Regions from separate parts of the Salmo salar genome. Here region 2 is linked to region 1. Evidence: chromatin contacts called from public Hi-C data. All regions are on one chromosome and are shown on one strand. The core of a region is the stretch at or near the end of the contact, and the rest is flanking DNA. Distances in the headings are between cores, read along the strand shown. Region 1 holds the start of snx3 (sorting nexin 3). Region 2 holds the start of LOC106571796 (osteopetrosis-associated transmembrane protein 1).

Evidence for each region. Hi-C and Micro-C count contacts between places; a contact is called where the count stands out from the background.
Region 2: a Hi-C map of gill shows a contact between it and region 1, with 3 times the contacts expected there. The contact joins the promoter of LOC106571796 here to the promoter of snx3 in region 1. A contact is called at or near these places in 2 of 3 Hi-C or Micro-C datasets (gill and muscle).

What each region holds. Positions count from the first base shown.
Region 1 is chrssa15:59,671,848-59,674,797 of Ssal_v3.1, reverse strand. It overlaps snx3 (sorting nexin 3), which reads right to left and starts at 1,434. Exons shown (of 4, transcript NM_001141411.1): 1 at 1,225-1,434. The coding sequence starts at 1,386.
Region 2 is chrssa15:59,809,408-59,812,357 of Ssal_v3.1, reverse strand. LOC106571796 (osteopetrosis-associated transmembrane protein 1) reads right to left here and starts at 1,385. Exons shown (of 6, transcript XM_014145254.2): 1 at 921-1,385; 2 at 319-433. The coding sequence starts at 1,307.

The DNA.
Region 1 (2,950 bases), core at 185-2,684:
TATCGAACCCTGACCTCTTCACCGGACGTGCTACCTGTCCCAGACCTGGTGTTTTCAACTCTCTAGAAACAGCAGGAGCGGTAGAGAAAAGCCAACTGACATTTACTCCTGAGGTGCTGACCTGTTGCACCTTAGACATCCACTGTGATTATTATTATTTGACCATGCTGGTCATTTATGAACATTTGAACATCTTGGCCAAGTTATGTTATAATCTCCACCCGGCACAGCCAGAAGAGGACTGGCCAACCCTCATAGCCTGGTTCCTCTATGTTTCTTCCTAGGTTTTGGCCTTTCTAGGGAGTTTTTCCTAGCCACCGTGCATTGCTTGCTGTTTGGGGTTTTAGGCTGGGTTTCTGTACAGCACTTTGAGATATCAGCTGATGTAAGAAGGGCTATATAAATACATTTGATTTGAGTCAGGGCATAAGAGAAGAGACATTTCTTCACTGAATGAGGGAGCTGGACTCTGAGCTCTAGCTCGGTTTCTAGGTAGAGACTTTACATTAACGTCTCATGGACTGTTTAAATACGCCCTTGTCAAGCTCTTTACTTCTGTGTGTGACAAATACCATTATCTACCCTTTACACCCGATGACAGAGGTGTGGCTGGAGCACAACAAGGATTTGTTAACGGTTCGTTACTTTAGTAAATATAGCCTAGCAAGTAGATCATACAAATTCGCTTCTGTAGCTAACTACATGGCTCCCTGACTTGTTTGACGTGGAGCTCTTGCAAACAAGACACAAACAAGTCCCCCACCTTCAACAACATATTTGTAACTTGCCATTGGCGACACATTCCTTAAGATAACATCTAGCTAGCTAACAATTAGCAAGACAGTTGGCTAGGAAATCGTAAATAACTGGAGGCCCATGCAATGATACAATGTATCAATACTTTGACAACCTCACTAGAATTAGTTGAATTGTTTTAATATACAGCTGCATTGGTTAAATGTCACTATAACTACGCGTTAGTTGAATTAAAGCATCAAGTAGTTGGCTAACTAGTATGCTAACAACAGCTAACGTTAGCTAGTTACCCCGTGTTTAAAAGCTGGTTGGCTAACTAACGTTAGCTACTATAACTGATTTGACCGTTTGAATATTATTAATATCTGACTGGTACACATCTCTTAGTGTGACCCTTGCTAAACGCAATCCCCTTTATCAAGATGACCAGGTTCATTGCCCTAAAGAGCAAGATAATGGTTTGCTCACCTTTAGTCTGATTTCATACGTGGTAAACCTGGTCCTGCCGACACCGACCGTCTCAGGGTTGCTCACGTCTATCTCTAGAAAGTTACTAGGTGGTCCATACGCGTCATTCAAGTTCTGAGGCTTGGAGAATAGCCTCCTTGTATCAGCTATGGTATCAGCCATTTCTCCCTCACTAGCTAGCTAAGTTAGCCTCAATGGTTTGGGGTTGCGCGCTCCACTTCCGATCAGCTGAGGTGCAGCTGACGCTTGGCACCTTCCTTGTGTTTTGTTTACAACCTATGTCTCAGCGCATTTGCATTTTCTTGGCTGATAAGTGTACTATCTGAAATATTGACCAATCAGAGTTATATGCGCTGTGTAAAGTATTGTATTTCATTCCCCACAAACTAAACAAAATAGCTACATACGTATAGCAAAATACACTTTACGGAATACATATTACATGTAAACCCTTTTGATTGGCTTTATAATTCGCCCATAAACGTAGTTTATTATAAAGGAAATGACGTGTTATTTCTTCTTCTTTGGTATAATGGCGTTCGCAACATTTATATGTGCATTCCGCCACCTACTGTACGGGTATATAATAAGGATCCTGAAAGGAAAACAATGCGTAGTAAAAAATACATGTAAAAAAATCCCATACAAACTACGAAATGTTAAACTGAATCAGCCTGCTTTTCTGTTTTAATCAGGTCCCTACCCAGGCTCAGAAGGATCCTGTGATGGCAGGGCATTTCCAGGTGACAGTAGTCCTTGCAGTGCTTCTTCCATTAAGTCGTGGAGGCCCAAAAACTTCTCAGCTGCAGATATAATGATGTCCATCTTATTGGACTTGATGTCCATCTTATTGGACACTTGTGCAGTACAATTAATAACTATGGCTATAAATACTACAAAATCCACATTTTTCACATTAAGTGTATCCAGATCACTTGATTGAAGTATAACCTTTGCAACTGGTTGCGGTGCATCCACCACCATATCTTCTTCAGAACTGTGGCCTCTTACCCCTTCAACACTCTTCACCGCCTCCACATAGGAGATTTGCTGTACAACCCTGATCCTTGACACCTCAACCTCTTTCACCCTAACAGGGCACTCAGGGAATTCAGTAATATGATCGCCACCACAGTTGCAACATTTTACATTCAAGACTCTTCAATAACATATTCCTTCTGTCGGCAAACACTTAACACATGGCCAAACTTTTTACACTTCTTGCATTGCATTGGGTTTTGCACGAACACTCTTATATATGTTATATATCCCAACTTTACTCATCAAACATCAATAATACAGATACACTTTGCTCCTTTTTCCCATTCTCCAAGCGGGTCATGCGACATGCATTAACTACTCATGGAATTTTTTGCCTAAGATACTGATTATCAATGTCCAACCGGACGGCAGAAATAACACAATTTACTGGTGCCCTGCTCCGAAAATCAATGCTGTTCACTTCAATTGTCGATATTTTCGCAAGCCACAACGCACGCTCCTTTTGCTATTTAGATACACATGATATCAACACCATACCATTCCTGGTTACTTTGATTGCATCCACTTTTCCCAACGCCCTCCTCACCATCCTCGTGACTACAAAAGGGTTTCCCAAATAAACATCTTTATCCAAAAAACGTACTCCAACAAGGAATGATTCATCAGACTCATTTACCACAACAATTTTAGCCCTTTTTGTTCATTTTTGGACTTCACTGTTGTC
Region 2 (2,950 bases), core at 136-2,635, 140 kb before region 1:
GTCAAGAACTGCAACACTGCTGGATTTTTTCACATTCAACAGTTTCCCATGTGTATCAAGGATGGCCCACCACCCAAAGAACATCCAGCCAAGTTAACACAACTGTGGGAAGCATTGGAGTCAACATAGGCCAGCATCCCTGTGAAACGCTTTCGACACCTTGTAGAGTCTATGACCCGACGAATTGACACTGTTCTGAGGGCAAAGGGGGTGGGGAGATACAACTCAATATTAGGAAGGTGTTCCTAATGTTTGGTATACATATCAGCAATAGGAAAAAAAGCTTCATGTGTTTATAATATAAGACAGTCCACCTACTGTTACATTCTGAACCAGTCCAGATGTCCTTCAGGTTGTTGTAGAGCAGGAACACCAACATCAGCCTATCAGAACGCAGGAGGCTGTCTCTGCAGCTCACATTCCCTGGGCCCATCTGGAAACAGACACACAAGCAGTCTCAATGAGGGCGTTTACCATCCCTATTGTTTAGCCTTACTAATTAGATTCTTATATTGAGGATTCAATGGATACAGCTTAAAGTACTGAGAAATTGATGTGGCAAAACATTGCCACTAGGCTATAGAATACCTATTTAACGCCCATTATGGCAACAGTCAGTCGTGGCTTTTGTTCTCCTAGTCACCAGGCATGTGACTAGGATGGCTAGTCTTGTGATCTCCTATTTCCCCCTACTACACAGTACACACCTCACCACTATACATGTTATACTGCAACCAGAGGCGCATTAGCAACGGTCCCATGACGCATGTGACAATGGCGCACGTATTAACCCATAGATGATATATATTAATTAACCCGCAGCACAGGACAAAAACATCGAAACGCATAATATTAAAAACACAATGATAAACTCAAAGAAGTCCACTGAGAAAACACAAATGCTAACTTACTTAGCCTACCTGGTCTGATGATATGTTTGTGTAAATTTCCATAAGGTTGTCGTAGGTGCCATAACAATTTTGGCACACTTTGACAGGACGCGCGGCGGACACCAAACAATTCACATATGTTGAATATCGCTGCCCAAAGATAGCCAGCAGCTCGACGCAGTAATCGCTGACCTCCAGATCTTCTGGAAACGCCGACAACAGATTGAGAGAAAAATAGGAACCGCGGCTAGGCTGAAACACGGGCGACTGCGACGCCACTGCCGCAGCGAGCTGCTTCAAGCCGTCTGCGCTCAACTCTGAACCCAGGATGGTGGAGTTCACAGCGACAGTAAACGTTTGAGCATTGCCATAATATAGCAACGCTATCAATAACGCAGCCACCTGGAAGATATACATGTTTGAAGAAGCACCTTCCAAACCGTGACTGTATTCCAAAACTCACTCTTCATAACAGTCCATCACTTCCTGTTCCTGGTGTGTAAAGCACGCGATGTAGAACCTGTCGAGTGATTGGTTGAGCCTTCTTGAGTGCGTGACGTCCCTCTAAGCCCTTACCAAAACATGGCGGACAATTTCTCTTGCATCGGATCTGAAACCATATTGTAATGAAACAGGCAGGGAGCAGGTCTCGAACCCTCGGCCTTCTTGCCCGAAGTCCAGCGCGCTATTGACTGTGCCCCAAAAGCATGTTCGTGTGGCAGATTTTATAAACCCAGGGTCGTTACTATATATATATATATATATATATACATACATACATACATACATACATACATATCTTTTAACAAGGCAAGTCAGTTAGGAACACATTTGTAGTTACATTGACGGCCTCCCAGGGAACAGTGGTTTAACTGCCTTGTTCATGGGCAGAAGTACAGATGTTTACCTTGTCAGCGTTTCGATCCAGCAACCTTTTGGTTGGCCCAACACGCTAACCGCTAGGCTACCTGCCACTCCAGTACAGTAGCCAACCATAGCCCCATGCCAGCTTTAGGTAGTTAGCTAGTATCTACACTTGGGAGCTCATGGGCACACAGGCTACATAAGCCAACTGGTTAGACATATTTCACCACTGGTGACTAGTTCGTTTTCAGACAAACATGTTCAAGTCTTTGACTGCATTTAGGAGGACAGCTAATTACTGAAAAGTAACGCTAGCTAGCTAGATCACTGCCACGCACTAGCCACTGACTAGTCGTGGACGCATGTCATATTCTTTGATATATTTCGGTTAACTTGCTCAAATCAAGCAACACATACCAGACCGTTTGTGAAAAGGTATAAAATAACAATTAGTAAGCTCATTTTTTGAAGGATCGGACAGTGAAACTAAAATAGATTGGTAGCTAGTGAAGCTTTCATTTCTTTCCCAATTAATTTGTAATCAAGCTGAAGCTGGGTTTCCCAAGTCGTTCGGTGGGTGCTAACTGCTCATGCCGGTGTCACGGGCTAGCTAAACATTACTTGTGCGAAGGTCGGCTGTTTGTTCACCCACACCTGCCCGCAATTGCTAATTACTCTACACAACCACCCAACAATATGTGCAAATCTAAGGCCCGCACCTCAGGCTACAATAACAGACAGCGGAAAGATTTTATGACGGGGTGCAGATTTTTTGTTGTTGCCTGATTTAGATTGCCTATGCTACTGCTTTTTGTTAGTCAACTTGTCTATAGTTAGATATGCAGCTTCTCTTCTGTTATGATATCTTGCCCTAGATGACTAAATAAACTCATGCTCACCAGAATGATGTCATAAATTATAGAATGAATGCTTCAGTTTAGTTGACATTAGTACATTTCTCTGTCATCTCTGCTTCTTTCGTGGAGCAAAGACATTTAGGGACGTGGAGAAAATGCAATAACTCCAAAAAAATAGGAAAGATTTTCTGTGCAACATTTCCAATGGACATCAGTTTGACAGGTTGTAAGGAAATAGAAAGCTTTAAAAACGACCCAAAATGTTTCTGATAAGATTTCAGTTTGGCTTGGATGCATATTTTATGTGGTTTAAATACTAATCCAATTTTAGGATGCTGA